Regions from separate parts of the Mus musculus genome. Here all the other regions are linked to region 3. Evidence: chromatin contacts called from public promoter capture Hi-C data. All regions are on one chromosome and are shown on one strand. The core of a region is the stretch at or near the end of the contact, and the rest is flanking DNA. Distances in the headings are between cores, read along the strand shown. Region 1 holds the start of Ikzf4 (IKAROS family zinc finger 4). Region 2 holds the start of Rab5b (RAB5B, member RAS oncogene family). Region 3 holds the start of Dctn2 (dynactin 2). Region 4 holds the start of Dnajc14 (DnaJ heat shock protein family (Hsp40) member C14). Region 5 holds the start of Cnpy2 (canopy FGF signaling regulator 2). Region 6 holds the start of Stat2 (signal transducer and activator of transcription 2). Region 7 holds the start of Smarcc2 (SWI/SNF related, matrix associated, actin dependent regulator of chromatin, subfamily c, member 2).

The links. Promoter capture Hi-C pulls out the DNA fragments that hold promoters and counts their contacts.
Region 1: a contact with region 3 is called in a promoter capture Hi-C map of liver, with 2.4 times the contacts expected there. The contact joins the promoter of Ikzf4 here to the promoter of Dctn2 in region 3.
Region 2: a promoter capture Hi-C map of neutrophils shows a contact between it and region 3, with 5 times the contacts expected there. The contact joins the promoter of Rab5b here to the promoter of Dctn2 in region 3. A contact is called at or near these places in 7 of 39 promoter capture datasets (cranial neural crest, embryonic stem cells, hematopoietic stem and progenitor cells and 3 more), 2 of 115 datasets of contacts at active chromatin or transcription factors (astrocytes and pancreatic cancer cells) and 1 of 9 other capture datasets (adipose tissue).
Region 4: a contact with region 3 is called in a promoter capture Hi-C map of pre-B cells. The contact joins the promoter of Dnajc14 here to the promoter of Dctn2 in region 3. A contact is called at or near these places in 5 of 39 promoter capture datasets (cranial neural crest, embryonic stem cells, liver and 1 more).
Region 5: a contact with region 3 is called in a promoter capture Hi-C map of liver, with 4 times the contacts expected there. The contact joins the promoter of Cnpy2 here to the promoter of Dctn2 in region 3. A contact is called at or near these places in 7 of 39 promoter capture datasets (cranial neural crest, embryonic stem cells, hematopoietic stem and progenitor cells and 4 more), 3 of 115 datasets of contacts at active chromatin or transcription factors (embryonic stem cells, large pre-B cells and stem cell-derived neural progenitor cells) and 1 of 9 other capture datasets (macrophages).
Region 6: a promoter capture Hi-C map of liver shows a contact between it and region 3, with 2.9 times the contacts expected there. The contact joins the promoter of Stat2 here to the promoter of Dctn2 in region 3. A contact is called at or near these places in 9 of 39 promoter capture datasets (the 3T3-L1 cell line, the C10 cell line, cranial neural crest and 5 more), 1 of 115 datasets of contacts at active chromatin or transcription factors (astrocytes) and 3 of 9 other capture datasets (adipose tissue, liver and pancreatic islet).
Region 7: a contact with region 3 is called in a promoter capture Hi-C map of hippocampal neurons, with 8 times the contacts expected there. The contact joins the promoter of Smarcc2 here to the promoter of Dctn2 in region 3. A contact is called at or near these places in 4 of 39 promoter capture datasets (cranial neural crest, hippocampal neurons, liver and 1 more) and 2 of 115 datasets of contacts at active chromatin or transcription factors (astrocytes and embryonic forebrain).

What each region holds. Positions count from the first base shown.
Region 1 is chr10:128,643,946-128,647,797 of GRCm38.p6, reverse strand. Ikzf4 (IKAROS family zinc finger 4) reads left to right here and starts at 1,805. Exons shown (of 8, transcript NM_011772.3): 1 at 1,805-2,077; 2 at 3,830-3,852. The coding sequence starts at 1,991. Gm26876 (predicted gene, 26876) reads right to left here and starts at 1,914. Exons shown (of 2, transcript NR_152728.1): 1 at 1,878-1,914; 2 at 1-336.
Region 2 is chr10:128,694,459-128,698,052 of GRCm38.p6, reverse strand. It overlaps Rab5b (RAB5B, member RAS oncogene family), which reads left to right and starts at 1,785. Exons shown (of 6, transcript NM_177411.4): 1 at 1,785-1,867. It overlaps Cdk2 (cyclin-dependent kinase 2), which reads left to right. Exons shown (of 8, transcript NM_183417.3): 8 at 1-114. It also overlaps a transcript of Pmel not described here.
Region 3 is chr10:127,264,941-127,268,393 of GRCm38.p6, reverse strand. It overlaps Dctn2 (dynactin 2), which reads right to left and starts at 2,132. Exons shown (of 14, transcript NM_027151.2): 1 at 1,860-2,132; 2 at 912-980. The coding sequence starts at 1,895. It overlaps Gm40800 (a long non-coding RNA gene), which reads right to left. Exons shown (of 2, transcript XR_872171.2): 2 at 2,650-3,027. It also overlaps a transcript of Kif5a not described here.
Region 4 is chr10:128,804,206-128,808,081 of GRCm38.p6, reverse strand. Dnajc14 (DnaJ heat shock protein family (Hsp40) member C14) reads right to left here and starts at 2,528. Exons shown (of 7, transcript NM_001359825.1): 1 at 2,399-2,528; 2 at 462-1,914. The coding sequence starts at 1,871. It overlaps Tmem198b (transmembrane protein 198b), which reads left to right and starts at 3,635. Exons shown (of 5, transcript NM_178066.3): 1 at 3,635-3,849.
Region 5 is chr10:128,320,947-128,324,794 of GRCm38.p6, reverse strand. Cnpy2 (canopy FGF signaling regulator 2) reads right to left here and starts at 2,336. Exons shown (of 6, transcript NM_019953.1): 1 at 2,020-2,336; 2 at 1,353-1,465; 3 at 1,096-1,211. The coding sequence starts at 1,440. It overlaps Pan2 (PAN2 poly(A) specific ribonuclease subunit), which reads right to left. Exons shown (of 26, transcript NM_133992.3): 26 at 3,437-3,848.
Region 6 is chr10:128,268,166-128,271,945 of GRCm38.p6, reverse strand. It overlaps Stat2 (signal transducer and activator of transcription 2), which reads right to left and starts at 1,448. Exons shown (of 24, transcript NM_019963.2): 1 at 1,229-1,448. It overlaps Apof (apolipoprotein F), which reads right to left and starts at 3,247. Exons shown (of 2, transcript NM_133997.3): 1 at 3,177-3,247; 2 at 696-2,951. The coding sequence starts at 2,934. The coding sequence ends at 1,987.
Region 7 is chr10:128,456,896-128,460,761 of GRCm38.p6, reverse strand. It overlaps Smarcc2 (SWI/SNF related, matrix associated, actin dependent regulator of chromatin, subfamily c, member 2), which reads right to left and starts at 1,447. Exons shown (of 29, transcript NM_001372395.1): 1 at 1,325-1,447. The coding sequence starts at 1,435. n-TScga2 (a tRNA gene) reads left to right here and starts at 2,217; the gene lies at 2,217-2,298. It overlaps Mir8105 (microRNA 8105), which reads right to left and starts at 2,082; the gene lies at 1,994-2,082.

The sequences.
Region 1 (3,852 bases), core at 556-3,055, 1.4 Mb before region 3:
AGTTCAGTCAGGTTTATTCACTGTTGAGCAACAAGAACACCAAGGACCCAGTTGTTAGTGCTGGGTGGTTACTGTCAGATGGATAGAATCCAATCCCTGCCCTAAGGAAGGCAAGCGAGAAGCCATGAAGGCGGCTAGGGAGATGTGCCGTGGGCTCTTCTCAGTCGTGTCTCGGGAGTATGTTGGACGCGAGCAGGCAATATCTGAGGCTTCACTGTGCTATGAAACCAAGCTTAAGCAGGCCTGGCCTGATGCGAAGTGGACCCAGCACAGTCTCCGAATAAGAAACTCAAACCACTCCTGTGTATTTTGAGAACTCCAGATGTCAGCAGCTACCTTCAAAAAGACAAAGTCAGGGCAGCACTGACATTAGGTCTAAAGAATGCCCCCTTCAGGGCCAGACATGGCCAAGAGGGTATATAATAGGGCATGTAAGAACCCATTTTTGACCTCCATCCCTCTCCTGGGCTGATCCGAAAGCAGAGAGTTGTCCCCAGTGTCTGGTTTTTTACTGGCCCTTTCTCAGGTCACCGCCTCCCCCACTGGCCACCTGATAAAGAGAGGAGGCCTCTCGTTCTACTAAGGGATGTTACCATCTCATAGAACCTGATTCTGAAAGCACACGCCCCCCAACTTCCTTTCTAAAAGTACAGATAATTCCCATGGGAAGAAATGGGGGAAACGAGAGTCCACTAATTTACAGCACAGATTTCCACCCTACCCACCACAGACACTGAAAACAGAAACTGAGTTGCTCAAATCAAATGGAGCAGAGCTTATCCTGGTGCCCTGAAACATTTAAGAGAACCTGAGGAGAGAGAGGTGCAAGGATTGGCAGCCCAAAGTTTCATGGCCCCTCCCATCCCAAATTCTTGGAATCAGAAAATGCAGTCTTCCAAAGTAGGTCAGCTCAGCAGTGAACAGTTCCTCTGGAAGGAAAGCGAGCAAGAGCCTTCTCCTGATAGAGGACAGGATTCATCCAGGACTCCTGAAGCCAGAGCCCCAGAGGCACGGGAGAGAGGGAAGACAGGGAGACCCAACCAGGGATTAGAAAAAGCTCAGGGTCCCAGATCTCCACTAGTCAGTGATGGGAAGGGGGATTGTCAGAAGGAGAGGCAGATGGAAAGGAGCCTGAGTTTGCTAGGGGAGGAGCCTTCTGCCACTTCTAGATCCTGGAGGCTGCCCCTGTGTCCCGGGCCCCATGACCTGTGGGGCCTTGGCTTCCCTAGCTGGCAGAGGATTGGGCCTTCCCTGGGACACCCCCTTCCTCCTCCCCACAAGCCTGCGGCTCTCCTCTCTCTCTCTCTCTCTCTCTCTCTCTCTCTCTCTCTCTCTCACACACACACACACACACACACACACACCACACACACATACACTTGCCCCCCTCTCAAGCATTTGTTTTGTAGCTCCTCTTTGTCTGTTGGGCAGGAGGGCAAACACATCTGCCTACCCTCCCTCTGCACCCCCACTCCCTGTGCACCCCCATTCCCACCTCTCCACTGTCTTGGAAAAGGGATGCTGTAGCCTAGCGCGCGCGCGCGCACACACACACACACACACACACACACACACACTGGTACGTTTTCTCCTGCCCCCTCCCCAAGCGCATCCACGCCTCCCTCCCTCCCTCTCTCTCTCTCTCTCTCTCTCTCTCTCTCTCTCTCTCTCTCTCTCTCTCCTGTCTCTCTCTCCCTCTCTCTCCCTCTCTCTCCCTCTCTCTCCCTCTCTCTCCCTCTCTCTCTCTCTCTCTCTCTCTCTCACACACACACACACACACACACACACACACACACACACACATACACACGAGGCTCTCAGCACATACACCCTGGGCTGAGCGGTTCTGCCGGCTGCAGCCGTGGGCCCCTGCTCACCGTGCGGCTGCCACTGCCTGCGAAATGACGGCGGTTCCCCTCACTTCCAGGAATCCACGCTTCCTGGAAGGTGAGTGGCTGGGCTCACCCCTGCCTGCCACCGAGACGCAGACATGCACACACCACCCGCACTCCCTCGCCGTTTCCAAGGCGGCGGCCGCGTTCGCACCCCAGGGTCTCACCGGCAAGGGAAGGATAATGTAAGTTCAGGCAGAAGGCGGCTAGCGGAGGGGGGGTAGGGGGGTGATGGGGCTAGGGAACCAATTCAGTAACAACTCCCAAGCCTGAGGAGAGGGAGAGGACGGGGGCTGTGTGTATAGCGGGGGGGGGGAGGGGGCGTTCCTCCTTACACTTGGGGAGGATGGGAAAGGGTGCTTGGTGTTGCTAAGCGAAGACCGTGACTTGGACAGTGGGAGCTTGTGGTGACATCTTGATTAGGCCTTGGGGACAGAGGTAGAGCAGCCAGGGGTGGAATACCGAAACAGGCCTGGGTGGGAATGGAGAGTAGAAAGACCTGAGATGGGAAGAAGAGCTTTGACGGCAGATGCTTCAGCCTGGAACCGACATGTGAGGGGCCTCAGCCTCCTGCCCACAATAGAGAAGAGCCGGGGGTGGCAGTCTTTCTTTGCTCGTGCACTGACTGGTCCCTGATAGCAGGCTAGCATCCTGCCACCTGGAGCCCATGGTCAAGAAGAGAAAGCTGGAGAAAGATATCCCTTTCAGAGAAGTGCAGCGGCTTGCAGAGCTCCAGGCTATTCCCCAGAGGCAACCACTCAAGGGATCCAGGAGAGGGCCGGTCTCTTTCGGTGTGTGAGACCGCTCAGCTTAGTGGGACTGCTCCCCATCCCTTCCCCGCCTTTCTGCCCTTTCTCCACCTCCTAGTTGCTTTGCTGTGGACCTCACGATTTAGCTTTGCTCCCAGAAGGTTCAGCCAATCTACGATGGCTTTGACCAAGAAAATGTCTCTGATACCTGAGAGCAGCCTTAATTCTTGGCTTTGACAGTCTGAGATTTCTTGGAAGTCCCAGGCATTTGAAATTCCCTCACTGGGGTTTCCGAGGCTGAGAGGGGAAACGAATGAGTTTCCCAAATCTGACTTTGTCCCCGTCAGCCTCAGGCTAGAAGTCTAAGTCTCTGGAGCCTCACAAAGACCCTCTGGCCTTTGACAGAGATTCCTTCTTAGATTTTAGTGCCATGAAAGTAGACTTGAGTGTGTTTTCCCTCTTGCCTTTATCCTAGGGATGACAGCAGCATCAAAGAGCCTCTGGAGTTACTGGTGCGCCTTGAGGCACCTGCCTTTCTCTCCTGTTTCCAGCCCTTCATTGGGAGAGCCACAAAGAATGCTTTTCCCTCAGTGTCCCTGAGCTTCCCTTTAAGAATATTGTCTCCCAGAAAGCTAGCTCCTAGTCGTAGAGACAGCCTCAGCTCCAGGAGACTGGGCCAGATATGGATTTCCAAGAAATTCACTCATTTTAGAATCAGCAGGTCCCTTCTTACTAATACTGGGTGCTTTGTAGTAGGTCAGCACTAACCTTTGAAAAGAACAAGAAACTGGGTGTGGTACATGCACGCAATCCCAGTACTCCAAAGGCTGAGGCAGGAGGATTTTGAGTTTACTTAACCTTTTTTGACCTATCTAGCCTCAGTAAACTCAGTTGAAAGGGCACGTGTTAAAACCGGACCTGAATCTACAAGTCTTAATGGTCCTGAGCCGCTCACATCATGGTTTGTGTCTGGTGCTGTCTTAAGGCAACTTCTTAAGAAAACCGTTGCTCGCCTAAGGAGCCTCAGCAGGGGAAAATCAGATTCAAGCCATAAGGCTTTTTCTATAGCCGGAGAACAGGGTTCCTCGGGCTTCCGAGGGATAGAGTGGGGAACGGGACTTTAGGAGAGGTTGCGATGGGAAATGGTCCCCAAGTCCTGAGTGGTTGTTTTCTTCCCACTGACCAAAGCTGGAGAGGGAGCTCTCAGGAGG
Region 2 (3,594 bases), core at 536-3,035, 1.4 Mb before region 3:
AAAGAAAATATTTCTTTTATGATTTTCTTCTCCCACTCCCTGTCCTCCAGTGTTCTGTTAATATTATTTGTAATTTAGTTTGTAAATTCATTAAAAGAAAATATTCTCAGCTGTAGAGTGAATCTCTTTCATATTTATCCTTCATTTATTTTTTTACTGAAAAAATGGTGTGGGTGATATTCTGAATGTGAATAAGCAGTATGTGTCCACCTAATCTCTGTACATGCAGGCCCTCCTGCCATGCTCTTTAGTGGGGTGTTTGTAAGGATGGAGAAACTGAAGAGCTTCCTTCCAACTTTCCCCTACTCACACAGGCACACCAATACAGAACACTGTTTCAATTCCTTCTTTTAGCAGCAACTTGAGTGGGCTTCAGGGGCCTTTGTCTCAACCCTCCATTTCCCAGGAAGTGTTCACCATTTTGTGTAGAGTTTTGTTTGTTTGGTCTGGTTTTGAAATTGTGTGTGCATGTGAGCCACAAGTGCCCGCAGAGGCCAGAAGAGGGCATATCATCTCTCCTAGAGTTACAGGCAGCTGTGAGCAGTGGTACTGGGAACAGGCCTTGGGTCTTCTACCGGAAGTGTATGCTTCTCTAGCTTGCCTCTAGGCCCTAGGTTCAATCCTCAGTACCGAAAAAAAAAAAAAATCCTCAGCAAAGTTGTCTAAATGTTTTTTCACATTTACAAACAATTCAGAAAATATCAATGTGAAAATATTTAGGAGGCTAAAGTGTCTTCAGACTACCACTTTCTGTTGTCATGGCAATTCACCCCAAAACTACTGTTCTCTAGTGCGCCACTAAAAAGAATTTACAAGATAAAAGTTGTTTAATTTCCTGGTTTTGGGTCTTTACTTTTTTTTTTTTTTTTTTTTTTTTTTTTTTTTTTTGGTTTTTCGAGACAGGGTTTCTCTGTGTAGCCCTGGCTGTCTTGGAACTCACTTTGTAGACCAGACTGGCCAGACTCAGAAATCCGCCTTGCCTCTGCCTTCCCAGTGCTGGGATTAAAGGCGTGCACCACCATGCCCAGCAGGGTCTTTACTTTCTTAATTTGACACAGAAAGCAGGGCACGGGGAGAAGAGAAGGTTAATGCTGGTATCATTGTTTTTTGTTTTTGTTTTTTTGGGGGGGGGACATCGTTGTGTAGCTTGGAACTCATGGAGATCCTCCCGATTGCTAGGATTAAACATGTGGGCCACCAAGCCCAGTTTACTCCCCTCCCCATCCCCCTTATACTGAGGTCTTGTTAAACTGAGTATCCCGGGTTAGCCTCAAACTCAGAACTGCCTCCACCCCAATCCACTGTGCTGAGATTGGGAGTGCCACACCACACCCGACCAAAAGCCTTCTTCACTTCTTCACTAGCCTTGCCTGCCTGTCAAATTCGGAAATTTCCCAATACTGGTTAAAATTTCCTTTTGACCCGCCTTCTTCACTCACCTGATTAGATGTTTACGAGTCGAGAGGCGGGGGAGGGGTGTCACGGGTGTTGAGGTTCTATTGGCTGACGCACATGCCTGTCAGTGATGCACTGCCCCCTTTCCCAGGAGCTCTCTCTTTAATGGCTACTTATCCCGTCAATCTTCAAGGCTTCTCGTGTAGGTATTGGCTTGCGGCCTCGCCAATCCAGTCTCTCACTTGTGCTAGTTGGTGATAGTCCCTCAGAGCCCGCCTTTCTCCAGAAGATTGGCGGGCGGACGCTCACATAGCCCACCCACCACGGTAGGCGGGTGATCTTGCGATTGGCTGGAGCCGCCCCGGCGAGGAGGAGGAGGAGGAGGAGGCGAAGGGGGTAGGAGTTTGGTTGAGCTGCAGCTGTTTGTCTGTTCCACACAGGCTTGGGCCCGACGGGGGATACGGAGCCCCAGGTACCGAGCTGATGGAGCCCACAAGGGCAGAGGCGGAGGTCCCGAGAGGAGCGCCGCCTGGCCTGTGGCAGAGGCGGGGCGGGCCGACGTCAGGGCTCCAGAACCTCCTGGAGAGGGCCGAAGGGGCTGTCCCACAGGCCTAGTGGGCGCTGAGGAGGTGATCGGCAGGGCTGGGAGCCGAGCCTCTAGTTGGGAGGCGGCTGGGTTCTGGCTGTGGTGGCCGCTCGGGGGCCGGGCGCGGGGACCCGGAGCCGGTGAGGACCAGGGCCGGCCTCGGGACTCTGAGCACCGCGGTGAGGAGGGAGGAGCTGGGGTCGGAGACCAGGCAGTGAGGGAGGGGAAGCCAGCCCATTTGGCTGGAGGTGTGGAGGGGACAGTGCTACGCCCAGCCCCGAGGGTAGCCGAGGCTGGGTCTCCCGAGACATCCACTGTTGGGGCTCTTAGCCGAGAGAGGCATTCTTTTCAGGGAAAGTGACTGTTGAAAGGGGAACTAGGGGTACTGGTGTTGCCGAGAGGGATTTGGTCTCACTGAAGTCAATGAAGAATGTAGAAGACCAAAGTGGAAGGAAGTAGAAACGGTTTGCTATTAGTAATGGGAACTTCTGGAATGATGGTGAGGGGAGGCTCAGTATCTTGGAAGTTCCTTACTCTTCTGTTCCTTTAGTGCTTGGGTGTGGTGATTTGAAGTTTTGGGGTACTTCAGGAATAGGGAATGAAGACAAAGGTAAAATTATGTATTATTCCATGGCGCCTGGCAGCTCTACGTCCAGCCCCCCCCCCCCACACACACACACCACTTTAGTTTACCCTGACCTCATAGCTAGTCATGACTGCACTCCTGTTTCCTTTAGGTTTGCTATTGTATTCGTTGTTTTTCCTATTTCATCTACTGTGAGAGAACTAAGAAAATTTGGGAGTGCTTTGCTCAGTCTTTCCCACTTCATAATGTGATCTGTGGTGACTACGCTTATTTAACCTAGATTTGAGGAACTCTGTCATTTGCATGGAAAGGGGCAAAGCAATCCCCAGCCATTAAAAAAAAAAAAAAAAAAAAAAAAGGACCATGTTTATTGAAACTTCTGTGAGACTTGCACTTGAGCATTTCCTAGATAGTTAATGGGACAGACTATTCACGCCAGGAACTGTGAGGTGATATCCCTGAAGGGATTTGGGGAAGAATTGAGAGGTTAGCTACCAGAAGGTTGGCACCATCCTTTCTTCTTTGCCCACTTATTCAGGAACGTGTGTGTGTGTGTGTGTGTGTGTGAGATTAGTTATTTAGGTCAAACCTTGAGGTATTTAGAAAGATGGATTATAGAGAATGAAGAAGTCTTTAAATTATATTATATGTAATAACCTGCATACATATGTGAGCCACAATGTCAGAGGATAACTTGTGGCTGTTTGGTATTCAAACATGGCATGTGTGTGTGTGTGTGTATGTATGCATACATATATACACACACACACACATATAGAGGGAGGGGTTTGCTAACCTGTCAAATTTTTTATAGATTGGACCCTATTGGTTTCTCCCTTAGGGTTCTACCTCCTCTTCCTCCTCCTCTTTCCTTTCTATACTAATGTTAGTGATCACTGAATTTATTTATTTTTTTTACCACATAGTGTCCTGCATATATACCACATGCATGCAGGACCCCTCAGAGGTCAGAAAAGGTACTAGACCCGCTGGACAATTAGGAGCTGCCGTGTTGGTGCTGGAAACT
Region 3 (3,453 bases), core at 883-3,382:
CGTATGCTAACTCCTATACTTCCTGTACACAGTCTAACAGTCATGTAAAAGGGCTCCTTTAGGGCATCTCTTCCTCTGCAATAAATTCCTGGTTAAAGTGTGTGCCCCGCCCCCGACTCCTTAGAGCACACAGAGCAGGCTTAATATATTACTATCGTCTTTTCTCGGCTGATTACAGTATTTATGTTATTCCCCAAAATGATCTTGGTCTGACCACGCGTGTGGTTTTCTGACATTTCCAAGTCATTTGCTTCCACCTTCCCTAATGGCTGCTACAGTTCAAATTCAAGTTCTTGCTAAATACTAATGAGAACTTAATTTAATGAGTGAAATATCTTATAAAATAAAAAAGGTCGGACTGGAGAGATGGCTCAGCAGTTAAGAGCATCTGGCTGCTCTTTCAGAGGTCCTGAGTTTAATTCCCAGCAACCACATGGTGGCTCACAACCATCTGAAATAGAATCTGATGCTCTCTTCTAGTGTGTCTGAAGACAGCTACAGTGTACTCATATAAACAAAATAAATCTTTAAAAAAAAATGTCTACTCCAACCTTAAACGATTTACTATGTTCAAGCTTTATAATTCAATGCACAGATTAGACCCTGGGGCCTAACTAATCACTAGTCCAGAATGTAACTGCTTTGAGATATCTCAATTGTATTTAATAAGACTTGGGTTTTACAGGTCTTGTTAGTTGTAATCTCACTGGCTCGACTCTCCTTTCTGGCATTGTTCATTGGTGGCTGCCAGCTGCTGGGCAAGGCCTTTGAAAGCCCTGAGACCTCCACACCACCCAGGCTGGGGTTGGCATACCCACTTATTGTTGTGGCTTGCCAGAGAAGGAAAAGGACCTGCATCTGGGGAGAAAGGTCAGAGTCCAGAGGGATCCTGAGGTAGCACACAGTCTTACCGCATCAAACTCTGCTTGATCATCCTCAGGTAGGTCGCTGGTTTCATAAACGTCTGGCTCATTCCTGGCCTGCAGGGAGAAGCGGTGACCACCCAGACTCATTACCCAGCATTCATCCCTTATCCCATTTCCTTTGAACAAGGCATTGCAAAACCTGACTGTCATTCAAGGATTCCGCCCTCCACCTCCCCTGTCAACTCTATGTCCGTTTCATCCAGTGGGATGACCACAGGTACAAACTGGGATCTGGGATAAAACGTCCATAGTGAAAGAAAGATGCTACCCTGAACATGGCTGAGAGGCCAGTCCTTGGTAATTATCTTGTCCTAATCTGGTGAGGGTTTCTTGAGTTAGGCCCTGCACATCACTGTACAAGGGTTGAGAGTGACTCAGGACCTTAGTTCTCAAGGTCCGGTGTGCCAACCCCCCGCCCCCAACCCTGAGAATGCAGAGAGGACAGCATCAACGGAGGGTACATGCCGGCTTGTGCATGAGGAGCAAGCACACAGGTGCTCGCAATGCACAGAGCTCCCCACTGGCACAAGGTTTCTGCAACAGTAACCTCTTCCCTGGCAAGATGAAGGCCACCAAGTGGCCTGGTGAGTTCGGCTGGAGTCAGGGTGCGGGGGCGGGCAATCGGGAAATTTGGGGCGACAAGGGCACTGTTGACATGGACGGTACAGACATTCGGGCTCAAGTGGTAAGCGCCCGGAGGCGATTTCTGGGCGGAGAAACCGGCTACTGCCAGAAAAAGGGCCCGACGCGGTCCAACGGCCCGGCCCAGTCGGGTCTGGAGTCCAGAAGGTGCTGCGGCCGTCGAAGGGCGAGCGGCGGGGACCCTTGGGGCTAGGGGGCTGCCAGCGGGAGGGGTCGCGGGCTGGCTTCTGTTGGGGGTCCTCGGGAGGTCGGGGGCGCGGTCTGGGGAGCCGGGCCCGGCCCTGTACTCACAATGCCGGGGAGATCGGCGTATTTAGGGTCCGCCATGGCGGCGGCGAGGCGGGGCTGGGGGACCGAGGCCTCGGAGGAGCCGGGGCTGGTGACCGAGTGGGGGAGAGGCTGGGTCCGGGTCCCCAGCAAAGGCGACGATAAGGGGAGCGGCGGAGGAGCAGGAAGTCTCGCGACAGGAGCAGGCCGGCAGGAGGCGGGGGACAGCAAAAGTCGCGAGGACAGCCGGCTACCACACCCCTGGACAGGCTGGGATTGGTGAGAGCGACAGGGAATGAGGTAATGGCGAGGAGACGCCGCCTAGCATTGTGGGATATGTAGTCCCGGTCTTCTGGGGCTTGGGCTGGAAGCGACAATAACAACGTTAGGGAGCTATTGCATACAGTTATCTCCTTTCGTTCTTAATAGTCTATGAAAGGAGTTTCATAATTCCTGCTTTAGAAAACCTAGAGATTGGTTACATGAAACCACACAGCTCGCCACGTTGTAAACAATAGCAAGATTTAGTAAACATTTAAAGAATAGAAAAATGAGGCCGTCTTTTCAGGTTAGGGCTTCTGGACAAAATAGAGGGACCCTAGTTAAATTTTAATTTCAGGAGCTGGAAAGATGTCCCAGGGGTTAAGAGCACAGTCCTCTTGTAGAGGACCTGGGTTCTATCCCCAGCATCCAGATAGTGGCTCACAGCCATTTATAATTCCAGTACCAGGTGCCCTCTTCTGGCCTCTGAGGGCACCAGACACACACGTGGTACACTGACATACATGCAGACAAAACACCCATACACATAAAATAAATAAATAATAACAATTTTTTATTGAAGTTAATTTCAGGTCAACAACTAACAATTGTTAGTATAAGCATGCTTCTTATATTTCTGATATGCATATAATAATCTGAAACCCAAGTTCGTCTGAGGGTGCTATTTCTTCTTCTTTTTTTCTTCAAAAGTCTGGACATCTTAAATGAAAAAGCGCTGGCTCACAGTCTGACTGAACTCTCCATGACGGTCATCAATTTCATTAATAGTTCCCCAGAAATTAGGAGGAAGGAATTTGACACAGGTCTCAAACTGTAGTTCAGGGTGGCTTGGAACTCACTTTTCAGTGCTGGGGATTGAACTCAGGACCTTACATATAGTAGCTTTGTGTCCAGTCAGCAACCAATCTTTCTGGAGGAGAGATACAGTATGGTTAATCCTCTTACTTTGCCACATCAATGCATGACAATAGAAACCCCAATTATTTAATTTAATTTGTTTCTTTGTGTGTGTGGTGTGTGTGCGCGCACACAGGAACGTGGAGATCAGAGGACAGCTGTTATGCATCTGCTTTCTCTCCCCACCATGGGGGTCCTGCAGATCAAACTCAGTCGTGTGGCAAGCCCCTTCACCTGCTGAGCCATCTCACTGACCCATTTTTAAAACAGAAGGAAAGGCTGGGTGTGGTGGCACATGCCTGGTCTAGTGAGTCCCAGAATCTCTATGTAGCTCCAGCTGTCTCAAAACAAGAACAGAAGAGGAGAAGGAGGAAGGGGGTTGGGGCTGGGATGGGAGGTGAGAGACAAATAGAAAACCTACTACGTGCTACTAGAGAAA
Region 4 (3,876 bases), core at 1,279-3,778, 1.5 Mb before region 3:
TCCCAAAACAAAACAAATATCCCTTTGTTCAGGTGATAGCAACTAAGGGGCTGTCTGACTAGGCTCTTCCCGACCCTAAGGAAAGGAGCTGCACTTAGCTGCTGCAGAGTAAGTCCAACCCTTCCTTTTATATTACACCCCCTCCCCCCAAAAAAGACCTTACGACAAAAGACTTAAGATGGAGAAAAGTCAAATTCCTAGTCAGAGAAACGCCTTTATAACTCTTTCCCAAGAATGCTACCCTTAGCTAGGTATAGTGGCAAAACCTGTAAGTCACAGCACTCACAGATGGAGCCAGGAGAAATCATGAGTTCCAGGTTAGTCTGTCTACAAGGTGAAACCCTAACTCAAAAACAAAACAAAGAAAGGAAATCCTTCACCTTCCCTTGACTCTACACTCCCTAAAAACTGGAACAGAAAATATGGGGAAAGAGCAACAGGAAGCAGCAAAGGATACTCACCATTACTGCTAGCTGCCTATAGGCCTTCTTTAGTTCAGTGTCGGATGCTGTAGCTTCAACCCCCAGCACATGAAAAGGGTTTAGTTCATCTTCAGGAACCCCAGCCATGGTCAAGAGTCGGGTCACTTCCTCTTCAGGCTGGCAGTATCGCCCGCTAGCTACAGGTGCATTGCCCTGTTTCTTAGTCCTCTGTTTGACCCAGGGCAGCTCCTGCCAGCCCCACTGTATTAACCTTACCAGCTGCTGCCATGGCCTGCTATCTTTCAGCAGAGTCAAGCAATGATGCAAGGCTGGAGAACCCAGCCAAGAGAACAGCCAAGCGGTCTTATCCCTCCAGCCTAACCGGTTGCCCAGTCCCACCGAAAACCTCCAGCCCAATTGTAGACATCCCAAAAAGAGGGCGAGAGCCAGGAGTAGGAAAGCACCCACTACCCTAAGAATACGGATGAGCAGCCCCACCACACAGAAGAAGCTCTGGCTTAGAAACTGGAACATCATGCGGGCCCAGCCCCCCAGTCTCCTGGCCCAGACCCCCACCCAGACTCGAAAAAGGTCCAGGTCACTGCCTTTCAGCTTCCTGCATGCGTAAATGAGATGGCCACAGGTTTCCACATACTCTCCCACCAATACCAGAAGTTCAATCAGCCACCAGAAGCCTGCTTGTCCAAGCTGACATAGTTCCTCTACTCCCCACAGTCCCAGGCCTCTGCGCTTATCTGTCTGACTTCTTTTTCGGGCCAGCCGATGACGACCTGGGGCCTTGGGTTCTCTGCGTCCACTATCCCGAACATCCTCCTTGATCAGAAAACGGTGCTTCTGCCTCCGGGACAAGGGTTTCTTTCCACTGGACACACGTGAAAAATCACTGGGAAATTTAAGAGGTTCCTCATCATCATATTCTTCTTCCAACTCTTCATCTTCCCCCAAGGCTGGAGAGGTGCAATGGTGGCAAAGGCTGCTAGAAGAGCCATCTCCTTCCTCGGAGTAAGTTCCTTCGGGGACTCCAGGGCTTCCCTGGCAGTTACAAGCAGATGGAATGGAAAGAAAAGAAGGACTCCCATCCTCCTGGTACCCAGTCTCATTCTCTCTTGAGAGTTCCTGGTCCACTCCTGACTCTTCTGAACCTGTCTCGCTCTCATCAGGGTAGCCTCCTCCTCTAGGTGGTCCTGGACCCCTTGGAGGACCATGGCTTGGATCTGACCAGTGGGCTGGATTTGGAGGCTGTGTGTACTTAGGGCCGGAGTGCTCTTTGAGGCATCGTGTACCATTAGGAGCAGTCTCTGCTGAGTCCCTGAGTCCTGAGAATGAAAGTATTTCGGGGTCCACAGAGGATCCTGATGTACTGAGGGAGGTACCACCACTGCGGTGGGCTCCACACAACCTTCTTTCTCCCGGGTGCTTCTGGGCCATGACCCCGGGCTTCCTGAGGATTTTAGGTCACTGCCATCATTGCCTGTAACAAAGATATCAAGTTGGGAATGGTCAAGGATAGAACCAAGAGTTAAACAATCTCAAAATGACATATTCAATGTACCCACTCCCCAGGCAGTGTTAGCTCAAATTCGCTATCCCTAACAATAAACGTGAGTTAGGCAGACCACAAACCTGCTTGCACCAACCCGGACCTCAGAAACCCCCTTACTCCCGAAATCTTAATTTTTTTTTCTTCTTCCTCCAAGAAGCTAACAATCTTCAATCTGAGAAATGGGGGGGAGGGGGGGTGCCGCAAAGGGTGTGGTCGGGGCGGCGGGGGGGTGGGGGGGTAACTCTTAGGAAAAAAAAAAAAGACTGCCTGAAAGAGGGAGGCCGCAATCTGTCAGAAAAGGGTGGGGACCGTGCAGGGCTAGAGGAAAAGCTGAGGGCGGAGCTTCGAGGTGCCCCTGCAAAAGATTACCCGAGAACCCACCGACGGGGTACCAGGGGCGAAGGCGACGTACCGAGCAGCAGCGGTAACTCCTCCCTCCTCAAGCAGCTGCGCCTGAGGCCAGGGGGAGCTGCCAGGGGGAGCTACAGGAGCAGCTCCCCCGGCTCCGCCTCCCGCTCACGCTCCGCTTCCGCCTTCCGTCCCCGCCACGGCCGCTTACTTCCACTTCCGGGGTCACCGGGGGGGGGGAAAAGGTCGCGAAGGGAAGAGAAAAGCGCTTAGCCGAGGCTCTCACTTGCGCGGCGGGCGCGGAGTCAATCGAGGAGGCGGTGCTAGAGCATCCGGCCCCACCCCTTAAAGGGCCCTCCGCCTCCACGCAGGTCCCGCCGTAAGCGAGCTGAAGCCTGCGAACTGTACTCCTCGTCGTCGCTGCTGAAACGGAGATGAAGGGCGGCTGCCGAAGCACACACCGTCTTTGGCGTGCAGACAGACACCCAGGGCACGCAGAGGAGCCAGCGACCCTGCTCGCCCAGACCCTTCCCTGTCGGCTGTCCAGCCAAGAGGTTGCGGAGAAGTGTGTGTCCCGGACTAGCTAGCCCCCTAAAGAGACGCGACACTTCTCCTGGACCCAACTGGCGAGCTTCCACGCCGCCGATCCGCCCCCTGTGAACGCGGCGTAAGGGCCGGGCCAGGGAATGCGGCTAGGGGTACCTGGTTCCACGGAGCTCAGAACCTAGTCCAGCGTAACAGAACCCCGCACTCATCTGCGTGCTGCTTTGCATCTCATTTACATAGTAAGCTTTGGGTCGAAGCCAGCACGCTCCCCAACCCCTACGCAGACCCTGATGGAACCTCTCGTCTGCACTCCTTTAAAGCCTTACAGTTCTGCCAGTGTCCCTGCCAGGCCCGTCTTGCTCCACAAGTTTTTTTTTCCACCCATGAACACCCCCACCCAGCACTAGTTAAAAACCCTTCTCCGGCTCCCGACCACCCGGTTCCCCAGAAGACAATACTCCAATTCTCTGGGAAGTGGAAGAAACCAAGTTGGACCAGCGGGTGCTTTGGGACCCTATTTGGGCTTTGAAAACGTTAAGTTGGTAATTAATCTCCTTAGCATTCAGAGACCTTCCGTCTTAGTCTTGATGGGCGTCACAAAACTCTTCATTGCTATGGTTAGGGGGCGTCCCTCCTCCTAGATTAGAGAAGTGGGTAGCCTGGGTTCCCCCACAGACAGAGGTAAAGATTGAGGGGGCCCGCCCCGTGATGTCATCCTCCCCCCCCCCCACCCCATACACACTCCCTGTCTCCTTCCCCCACACACACCCCCGCCCCCAAGCTAATTGCATTTAGCTCCCTGGGTTTGGGCTCCGACTTGCCTGAGTTTAGGGAGCAACAGAGCACAGTAGCCCAAGGGGGTGCCTGCGGCCAACAGCCACCCGTGTGCCTAGGACCTCTGGGCTGGAATGAAGCTGGAGGTCTAGGAAAGCAATTCCACCCCTTTGCTCTCCTCAGCCCTGCAGGGTGGTGAGTAGTTAACACCCTTCCTGGTCT
Region 5 (3,848 bases), core at 1,087-3,586, 1.1 Mb before region 3:
CCACATAAAGTAAAAATAAATCAATCATTAAAATAAATTTCCTTGCATATTTCTTACTAGGTATAGCTTTAACTTATGCTTCTAGCTAATATAAATTTCTTGAATACAAAGACTTTTTTTAAAAAAATGATTTATTTTTATTTTATGCACGAGTGTTTGCTTGCATGTATACATGCCTGGTGATCACAGACACCGGAAGGAAATGTTTGATTCCCCAGAATGAGTTATGAGCCACTACATGGGTGCTAGAATCTGAGCCAAGTCCTCTGCAACAGCAGCATGTTCTCCTAACCACGGAACCATCTCTCTAGCTCCAGGGAAGACTTTGAGGGCAGGCATCACAGGAGTGTACCAGTATGCTGGGTTTATGGGATGTTAAGGGCCAAACACAGGGTTCTGTGCATGCGAGGCTAGCACTCTATCAACTGAGCTACATTCCCAGCTGGACAAGACCTCTTATTCTTTTTTTAAATAAATGTATATATACAATACTGCTATAGTGAAACAAGAGACATGCGGACTGGGGATGAGGAGAAACAGACTAATCAAGACCTAACTTCTACAGCAGAAACAATTAATTGAGGTTTGGGGCAAAGAAATACGTGGTTATAACTTTCCAGGCTCTTCCAGATAGGCAGAACCCAACTGCTCTGCTGTTTGTGTACTAGGATTACAGGCATGCAAATACCATAAGTGGCTTAGAGCCCAGTCCTTCTGATACACAATCAATGTTCTGGCTCCTTGGTTGTTTGTTTGTTTGGTTGGTTTTTTGAGATAGGGTTTCTCTCTATAACAGCCTTGGCTGTCCTGGAACTCTCTTTGTAGACCAGGCTGGCCTCAAATTCAAGATCAGCCTGCCTCTGCTGGGATTAATGATATGTACCATCACACCAGGCTGTTTCTTTTCTTTTCGAAGACAGTACCTAATTCTATGGGGTAGACCAGAACTAGAACTCAGAAAGATCCTTCTGGTCCCGCCTCTGAGGGTTGAGATCATTATCATTACAGGTCGAATGACTTCCTGCTTTCTTCTCTTCGAACAAGTTCATACTCTAAGCCCGAGTGAGCTACTTTATTTGAGGGATAGTAAATTACCTCCACAACTGACTGGCTGCCATCTGGATTGATTCGGAAGGATCCCATCTGAATGGTCTTCTTGGGGTCCACGCGGGCAATTTCCCACTCTAATTCATCCACCAGAGCCCTGCAAGCTGGTGTCAGGGAAGAGAACAGGGAGTGGGGATGGTGAGGGGAATGAGGGTTTTTCTATCCATCCTTGTTCCAAGCTTTGGATCTCATGACTCCCACGGGTCATCTTCCTCCCACTTCTCCACTGGTCTTCGTGCTTTTACCTCCACAGTGTAGATCTTGGCTCCTTCGAGCCCAGGCAGTTCCCAGCAGGACCCCCAAAAGTAGGGCTAGCCAACCCCAGCCTTTCATCTTTAGTGTAACAGGGTCGCTCCACCTGGATTTGTATGAAAATGAAACACAGGTGTGAGGAGAGCGATCCATTTCCCCCATGACCGTCACCCCTCATTCCAAGGCCTTCAGAGGCCTTGGTGTGATTCGGATTGTTTTCCAGGAAAAAACCTCGTTACAAACACCCGAGGGACCGGAGTTCGGGATGGGGGAATAGGGAGTGAGAGCTCGGGACTGGGACTCAGATCCAGAAACTATGTCCTCCACAGGTGAGGGCCTGGGTTTTGATACTTTGAGGACACTGAGGACTCACAGAGCTATGCAGTAGCTTTGAGATGGAGGTTATCGATTACGTGAGAATGACGGGCAGAAAGGAGCTGCCAGCAAGGAACCAGTCAGGCCATGAAGCCAGCGAGCACACTCCATAACCAGGGCCTATGTGGACCTAGCACCAAGGGTTCCGGAATCCCCATCTCTAGAATGTAAGTAGCTCCCGTGCAGACAGACCAGCCCCTTTTGTAAGGACTCCGCCATCGCTTTGCTCGGGTCCATTCCCAACCTCAGTGCGCCCACAGCCTCTGACGCTCGCATCTGTCCCACCTCTGCTCCCACGGCCGCCGCCGTGGCCCAGGCTCTGGAAAGCAGCCGGACTCTCACTTTGTTTTCTGTGGGTCCCAACCCTAGCAGCTGGCTGGGAAAAACGGGGCTGTCCCGGCTTCTCCAGAGCGCTCCGGCTCCCGCCAGGTTCAGGGTGGCCAGTGACCGCCTGGCCCAGCTTCCCGCACTTAACTAGGCACCTAAGCGGAGATCTGAGGGTCCCGTGCGAGCCCCCCACCGAAACTGACCCTAAGCCCGCCCCTCCAAACTCTCGCGCGAGCAGGCAGCTTTAGGAGCGCCTCCGAGGCAGCGAGGACCCCTTGGAAGACTTGAGGACCCAGACTTGCGTGGCGAATTGGTTCACGTGACCAACCAAAGAACAAAGGTAGCCTAGCTTACAGTGAGGACCGAGCGCATGGGGTGCCTGGGGAAATTGCATCAGTCCAGGTGGGCTAGGACTTGCAAACAGATGCAATTAGTAGTGGGAGAGAAGCCTAGGTTTCAATGCACAAAGATTTCATGATACAGCAAACTACATTTCCCAGGAAGCACTGCAGTACCACTCTGCCAGTAGCTACAGGTCTTTTTCTTTCTTAAAAAAAAAACAAACAAACAAACAAAAAAACTAGTTTTTAAAACAACTTCCTTCTTGTACCAAATTAATAAATGATCGTCATTAGGTATGTATTGGGTAATATCATTTTTGGTATTATCTGCCTTTTCAGGCAGGTTCTTGGAGATTTCTCTTAATTTATCCTCTGAGGATGGGGGTGTGGGTTATATTACGGTCAATATTCTTCTTAGCTCTCACGCTGTGAATAGAGCAATTCCTCTCTGAATTTTCGGCACACCGCAGGTACTGTCATGAGTGAAGCAGTGTCTTGCTATGTAGCCCAGGATGCCTTGAACTCAACTCCCCATCGCAGGCTGGTTGGGGACTGTGGTTCTCAACTGCTCCGCTGTTAGGATAACAGGTTGACACCACGCCTTAAGGTCTTGAGATAAACTGGGATTTGTGATCGCTTTATGTATTTAGGGTGCTAGGCAACTACAGCAAAGACCGAACACCGTCCAGGGGAAGAACAATTATGTTCCTCCTGGTGCCCGGCATGGTGGCGCATGCCTTTAATCCCAGCACTTGAGAGGCAGAGGCAGGCGGATTTCTGAGTTCTCGAGGCCAGCCTAGTCTACAAAGTGAGTTCCAGGACAGCCAGGGCTACAGAGAAACCCTGTCTCAAAAAACAAACCAAAAACCAACCAAACAAACAAAAAAACAAAAAAACTATGTTCCTCCTGGATCCATTCATTCTGGGACTCAGAATCTTCATTTCTAGGTGTGGATCTGAAAACACAGTTTTCATTTTCTCATTGTTTGGTGAAGTCAAATCAAAGAAAGAAAGAAGCCAAAGAATCCCACACTAGCGGTTTTCTAATGAGATAAAAATACTTTTATTTTATAAAACATGCTGTTTTAAGCAAAATTTTTAAAAAATAAAACAAAACTCGAGATAGAATGTATGGAAGACAGATACTTCTCAGCTGTGGTCAGGAATGAAGCCAGTAGCTCAGCTTCCTGCACACCGGTTTGATTGGCCCATTGAGACTCTACAAGCTGGTCCACCCAGCCACCGTCTCTCAAGCAGCTAGATGCTGGAGCTGCCTGGGTCTCTGTACCCTGTGACTGTCCAGGACTTCAGTTCTCTAGCAGACTGGGAACTGAGAGTTCTGGTTCTAGAGCTCTTTTGTACAGATATCAGTTGCCCAGGATATTTATTACGAACACCAATCACTCCACCTGGGTCACTTTAGGCTTTGTTTCTGGCCCACTGTTT
Region 6 (3,780 bases), core at 199-2,698, 1.0 Mb before region 3:
ATGTTCACCCACAGATCAGAAGCGGCATTGGATCCTATAGGACTCTAGGATTATAGATGGTTGTGAACCACCATGGCTGGGAATTGAACTCAGGACATCTGGGAGGGCAGACAGTGCTCTTAACTGAAGAACCATCTCCATAGCCCTGATCCAATCTCTCTTCAAACAAAATGTTTGTTTTCATTTTAGCTTTCTTGCAATCCTTGATCCTCGTGCCTTACTCTCTGTGAAAGCTTTGGTTGAGCTACAGCTCCAAACGGGTACTTGACTCTTTAAATTATATGCCTGTATTGCTTCTAAGAAACAAAAACTTGACGGGTGGTGTTGGTGCACACCTTTAATCCCAGCTCTTGGGAGGAAGAGGCAGGTGGATCTTTGAGTTTCCAGGACAGGAGGGCTACACAGAGAAACCCTGTCTCAACCCTCACACCCAAAGTCTGCCTAAGTGAACTAACTGCACGTAGGCTATAGGGGCTGCAACAAAGTACTTTCTCTAGTTGGCTTCACTCTCCGATATCAGTTTTGCACTGAATAAGGTTTTCTGAAATAAACTAGACTTTGTGTGTAACCTTAAGCAAACAGTTTCACCTCTAGGACTATAGTTTATATGTATTATATGTATATAATATATATATATACATATGTGTATATATATATATTATACAAACACACACACATAATGATCAAGGATGTCTTTCTTATTTATTTATTTATTTGTGCAAGGATCAAAAATTATGTAAAGGGCCTCGAGAGATGGCTCCATGGTTAAGAGCACTGGCTGCTCTTCCAGAGGACCTGGGTTCGGTTCCCAGCCCCCACATGGCTGCTCACAACCATCTTAACTCCAGTCCTAGTAAATTCGGCCCTCTTCTGGCCAATTCAGGCACGCACCTAGTACATAAACACAACATGCATACAAATTTTAAAAATATAATAAGGAAGCAAACAAATAAGTAAATAGATTCGCAGAGCAGAGGTTAAAGCTTTGGCTTATGACAAGGATCATAATGGGTACATAGAGCAGCTGCAAGGGTTGCGGAGGAGTTTTGGAAGGAAGTCGACAGGGTTGAGAAGTAGAACTGTGCAGCGGTGCAGCATCCTGCAGGGTGTTCGACTTCAGCCAGAGAGCAGAAGCCTTGTCTACAGGGGCATCACCCGGGGCAGCAGCCCTTCCCGGGAACCGGCTGGCACCTCCGCCCCGCTCCGCACACCCTTTCGGGGCCTGTACCTTCTGAGGGTCCAGTGCCGCTCCTTCCAGTGCTCTCGCTGCAACTTCCAATTCTCCAAGCGGTTCAAGGACCCGTTTTCCACCCTCCCCCGACTCCGGCGGACCAAGATAGCGAACAGCGGAATGGGTCACCCGGCTGGCGGAATGGATCACCCGGCTGTGGACGCTCGGCGTTCCGGGATCGGTGGGGCGACCGAAAGCTTAGCCACGCCCTCCCCGCGTGTCACTCTCATTGGCTGAAACACAACCCCGTTCAGCGCTGGGCTGGACAAGCTGCTTGAAACCACACCGCCGACTTCAGTGATTGGCGGAGAGGGAGAAGCTCGTTAGTGCCCGCTCCCGCCCCCCTAGTCGGGCGGAGCCCAACTAAAGTCTTAGCCAGGAATTCTAGCAGCTGATTTACCCGAACCGAACCGTGAGTTCTAGGGAAAGGAAACTGAAACCAGGGTGCGTGAAGGCACCTAGGACTCCATAGAAAGGGTGGGACCTGCGTCCCTTAGGATAGGGAGGGAAGAGCTGAGGTAATAAGGTATTTTTGAGGATATGAATGATAAATACTGTGGGTTCATGATAACGCTTTTTAATTTCTATAATCACTTGTTCAGGTGGAAGTTAGCCAGCCCCATTAGAGTGTAAAAATCTAAGTTTCAAGAAGGAAATTACTGGCAAGCGATGACAGTATCCCAAACCATCCACCCACCCATCCATCCATCTACACTTCTCTTGTCAGAATTTTCCACTTATTGGTTGTTTTGTTACTATCTCTTGTACGCCAAGACACCATAGTTCTTTAATAAAGGCCACTCCCAGTTAGAAGTTGTACTTTCAACTTCTGACACAAAATTAGACATGGCTATTTCTTCCACAACACCGATATCTGTGGTGGCATCCTTTCCGGTCTCTGGCTGATGGGTGGTCACCTCTGGCTGAGGGGTGGTCACCTCTTTCTCATCATAATAATACTGGATCAGCCGCTGAACCCCAGCCTTCATCGCTGGCTTAAGAGCAGCCGTGATCACCGCACCAGCTGGGCCCCCTGACGCGCCTACCATGGCCATCAAGAGATCATAACCCAGATCTATGGCCCCATCTCGACCTCGTTCCTTGGCCTTGTCAGAGCAGTTCTTAATGGCGTAATACAAAGCTGTGCCTAGGTTGTAGTAGGTGCCTACTGCTGGTAGTAGGTCAACCACATTGTGGACACTCTGTTCCTGATCATTGTCGCAGTCTGTGTTGGAAATCGAACGTTTGGCCCTCTTTGGACCTGGCTGCTCCCAGGCTAAGAGCTGCAGAGCAGAGGACAGGGCATCCACAGACACTTCCCGGTCTGTGTGTCCACTCTTCTGGAGCTCCTGGAGATGGTGGATGAGGGCTTGTGTAGCCTCCACACCTCCTAATCGGTAAAGCTGAAGCTGAAGAGCCCAGACCTCAGCCTGGCAGCCAGCTGCCTCCAGAGCATTCCTTAGAGCCAGGCCTACCAGGAATTTGGAGACAGGGGGCATGTAAGTGAAGCCAGGCAGGGACTTGGGGAGCAGCATCTGGCAGGACAAGGGCTTGTCTGAGGTCTGCATCTGGTATCCCAACTTCGAGGGAGGGAGCACCGTAGAGACACTGGTTGCCTCTCCGTGTGAAGTGGCATCCACAGGACACAGCAGGAGATAGCAAAGCAGCTGGATTGACATCAGGATGAGTCGGAGGCTATGCATGTCAGGAGCTGAGCACCCTGGAAAAAGGGAGAACCCCAAAACATGCAGACCATGTCTTTGAAGGTTATAGTCTGCAGGGAGCCCAAGATTCAGGGAACCCCCAATCTACCACCTACCTCCAAGCTTATGTTCTGTTTAGCAAAGGGGTAAGGATATGGGAAGTGCAGCACAATTTCTGTCATTTCTAGGTCAGAGTGACCTCCCCATTTAATGCCCACCCACTTATGGGGGACCCAGATTACCATACAGTCCGGCCATTGAGAAGTAAGAGTCCCTGGGTAGCTTCGGTAGTTCCACAATCCTGCTCCTGTTTCTCTGCCCTATGAATAGGAGAGATATTTGGGGCTGCTGAGGTGAAAGGGGCTGGGCCAATTGCTAGAGCAAACCCATCAGCCCCTGTGGTGCAGATGAGGCTCCCAATGTTGACATTGGCCAGGGCCTTTGCAAATAAGCCAGGGACAGAAAGGTTCAACAGTGAGGACATTGATCTTATCTTCCATGAAGGTCACCTGGCTTTAATTTGGGACAAGGACAGAGTCTACTGAGGACTGCCACGTTTAGACGGCTGGGCTGTATCGATACTCACCAGACGGTCTTCAGAGACTTCAAATCCACTGGCACATCTTCATCCATGTTATTTTGTTGTGTCTTTTGTGAAGACTTTTTTTTTTTTTTTTCCGAGACAGGGTTTCTCTGTGTGGTCCTGGCTGTCCTGGAACTTACTCTGTAGACCAGGCTGTCCTTGAACTCAGAAATCTGCCTACCTTTTTGTGGAGATTTGTTTGTTGTTATTTTATGTGCCTGAGTGTTTTTCCAGTGTTTCTGTAAGTGCACTGCAGGCGCCCA
Region 7 (3,866 bases), core at 198-2,697, 1.2 Mb before region 3:
GAACTCAAACACTTCCGTACCATACCTACCTTGCTACCTGGGATCCTACCTTTCTGTTCTGTTCACTGAGCCAGGAAGCTACTTTCTCTTTACCTTTTGACCCTTATTTCCTCTACCCTAATTAGAGTCAGCACCTCTCGGTGGGAGGTATAAAGAGATCCGTGAAGGGAGAAGTAAATGACAAAGAGTTAAGCACTTGAAAGCTGAAGCAGGTCACAGCTGTCAAAGCCTTCGGGGCTTCACACCAAGACCCTAGACCGATCTCCCTTTAAAAGGTCAAAGGCAGAAAACTGGGAACCAGAGCCTCACGCTGAGGGTGCACACAAGTCACAGACCCAACAGCTGTTTGTCAAGAGTCTGACACCCAACAGAGAGACCCCAAATGGTTTCAGGGCTAAACTCAAACCAGAATTAGTGGAGCTTTCTGAAGCTGTCCACTGTACTCTGACAGGCTGGCTGCAAGGCTGGAGTAGCAAGAGTTGGGGGCTGTAAAACAAAGCAAGGGAAAAGAACCCTTAGCCGGGGTTGGTGAGGAAGCAGCCCATATCGAAGACAAAAAAGAAAAACGAAAAAAAGCCCAGACACCATGAAGACACAAGAATAAAAATTGGTTAAAAAAAAAAAAAAAGATAGATAGGGCTTCTTGAACCCTTTTGTTCCCCATCCTTATTTCCAGTTACAGGGTGGGGGTGGGGACTAGCGATATGAAGCTTATCCGAGCCTCTGGACCTCAAACCCAAAGCAATGCCAGGCTGGCTGGCTTGCAGAGGACTTCATTATGAAAGGAGGGTTGGAGGGGCTGCTGCCCTAGACTGCCATGTCCTGTCCCCTGAGAGGTTTGCAGCCCTTTAGAAGGAGACTAGGGTAACCCTGGGAGACAGGTGATTTCCCCAGGTAGAGACGCTTTTCAACGGCCTGCTCCGCGCCCGTCTACCCTCCTGCTCTGCCATCTGTCTCAGGACGTACACAAAGCACCACCGGGGAGGCCTGGGCCGCTCTGGCGTCTGGCTCGGCGCGGGGCTCCGGCGGGGGCCCCGCGGCTCGCACACCGGAGGGGAGGAGGCGCGCGGCGGCACCGGTCAGCCTGGAGGGCGAGGGCTGCCGGGCCCGGGCCGCCGCCCGGAGCCGCCGCCGCCCCCGCCAACGCCGCTGCGCTGCACCGGGGCAGAGGGCACGGTGGGGGAGGGGTGGGGGAGGGGCGCGGGCGGGCGGGCGGGAGGCGCGGGGAGGCCTCGGGGAGGGGCGCGGCGGCCGCCGCAGGGTGGGCCGGCCCCGGGAGCGGCGGCCAGGGGCCCTTTGTCCCCGCGCGGCGCTGCCCGCGTACCTTCTTGTAGTTCTTGCCGAGCCAGAGCCGCACGTTGTCGAACTGGGTCACGGTGTCCGCGGCCTCGTAGTACTTCACGTTGGGGCCGCCGTCCTTCTTCCGCACCGCCATCTTCTCGGGCTCGGGCCCCGCCGCCGCCCGCCCCGCTCAGCTCAGCTCCCGCCTCCTCCTCCGCCCGCCTCCCGCCGCCTCCCGCCGCCACGACCGCCGCCTCCCGCCGCCTGGGCCCCGGCCGGCGGAGCGCCCCCTGCCGGCGGCCCTGCGTAGCGGTGGCGGGCGAGCCCGAGCGCGCTCGGCGGACACCCCGGCAGCAGCGGCGGTGGGAGGCGGGCGAGCCCGAGCGCGCTCGGCGGACTTCCCCGCAGCGGCAGCCCGGCTGCTTCCCCGGGTCTCGCAGGACGCGGCTGTAGGACAGCGGAGCCCTCCCCGACTTGGTCTCGCAGCGGCAGTGGGGCTTACTGTTCCACTCCACGGGGAAGCCGGGAGCCCCGGGTCTGCAGCTCCGCCCCGTAACCCCGAGTGGCCCCCGGCACGTACGTTCCCGTGGAACTCTTTCGCTCCAATAAGTTCCTTCCAACCATTCCTGTTTCAACCCACGAGTGTCCCTGACGCTCCTCGTCCCGGTGCACCCAGCACCCCTGGTGCTACCCGGGGGGGTCAGGTGAGGGGTCTCCTCCCTCTGATCTTCGGGTCTCGCCAGTCGCCTCCGCTTTAGGAGTCGGCTGGCGAGCCCCGATTCTTCGACCCAGGTTCAAGCATTGTGGCGCGAAGGTGCGAGGGAGGGAGCGGCTCTGGGTACGAGCCTCGGGCCGCGACCCTGCACCGGTCCGCTCGCACCCAGTCACCCGTGCGGACCCTTTCTGTAAGCGCGCGGCCAACCATAGTTTTGGGAGTCACGGTGGCCGAGTGGTTAAGGCGTTGGACTCGAAATCCAATGGGGTTTCCCCGCACAGGTTCGAATCCTGTTCGTGACGGCAGTTTTTCGTATTTTTTTTCCCCCCTCCTATTAACCAGTAGTTGAGTGGTTGAAAGTGAAAAGGCAGCACTACTCCTTTAGGTTAGACCAGGGTGACATACAAACCAAATTGGGCATCGCTGTATTCGCTGTTAGGATACCAGGCACTTTGAGATATTTTTGAGAATTCTGTAACATTTCATAACAATGAAGAGTAGTCGTTTTGTTTGGGAAAGCTAGTCAAACCTAAGATTTCTAAACAGGGCATCTTTGGAGTTTGTGACCAAAAGTGGAGCCTTGAAGTCTGGTGACTGGAGACACAGAAACAAGCGTTTCTCATTTGGATTTTTCTTTTTAATTTAGACAGGGACTCATGTGCACAGGCTGCCCTTGAACTTGCCTTGCAGCCAAGAATGACTTTAAATTTCTGATCCTCCTGCCTCTACCTCTCAAGTACTAGGAGTTACAGGTGTGCCTGAGCATGCCAGGATCCTTTGCGGCTCGGAACTGAATCCAGGGGTTCAATTTGTTCGATAGGTAAGCATTCTGTTTCGCTACATTCCCTAGCCCTCATTTGAGTTTTCCTGAGATAACCTCAGGTATCACGGGACTAGGAGGAGGCCTACGTTGAGGATTTGTTGGGCACCAGAGGCTGGTTAAAATCTGTGTATATTAACCAAGCAAGGGAATTCCTTTCTCAGGCTCTAACCCTCTCATGTTACCCAGTTCTTTTTATATTTCATTTCTTGCATAGCAAAACCTTCTCCAGGAAAGGATCTCTGAGAATTCATGGAGCTCCTGGTTTTGGTTTTTGGTTTGTTTTTGGGTTTTGTTTTTTGTTTTGGTTGGTTGGTTTTTTGTTTTGTTTTGTTTTTTGAGACAGGGTTTCTCTGTATAGCTCTGGCCGTCCTGGAACTCACTTTGGAGACCAGGCTGGCCTCGAACTCAGAAATCCGCCGGCCTCTGCCTCCCAAGTGCTGGGATTAAAGGCATGCACCACCACCACCCGGCTCTGGTTTTGGTTTTGGTTTTGGTTTATTTTTACCTTATTTCCCACCTTCATATGACTGCTTATGGCTTCTTGAGAGTCCTTCCTACCCTCTGTGCAGCCACCATCACTAAGGAATCCTCTGCATTCCCCAAGCTATTCCTCTTTAAGGTGCTTGATCACTGTCACGCCAGCTGGAACCTGTCACCCTTCCATGACCATTCAGTGAGTTTCCTGCAAGGAGTCCTCTTGTTTGTCTGCTGTCTTAGTTAGGGTTTCACTGCTGTGAACATCCACTGTGACCAAGGCAACTCTTCTATGGACGACATTTCATTGGGGCTGGCTTACAGGTTCAGAGGTTCAGTCCATTATCATCAAGGTGGGAACATGGCAGCATCTGGGCAGGCATGGTGCAGAAGGAGCTGAGAGTTCTACATCTTCATCTGAGGACTGCTAGCAGAATACTGGCTTCCAAGCAGCTAGGATGAGGGTCTTAAAGCCCACACCCACAGTGACATACTTCCTCCAACAGGGCCACACCTTCTAATCCTGCCACTTCCTGGGCAGAGTATACACAAACCATCACATCTCCTTTCTGA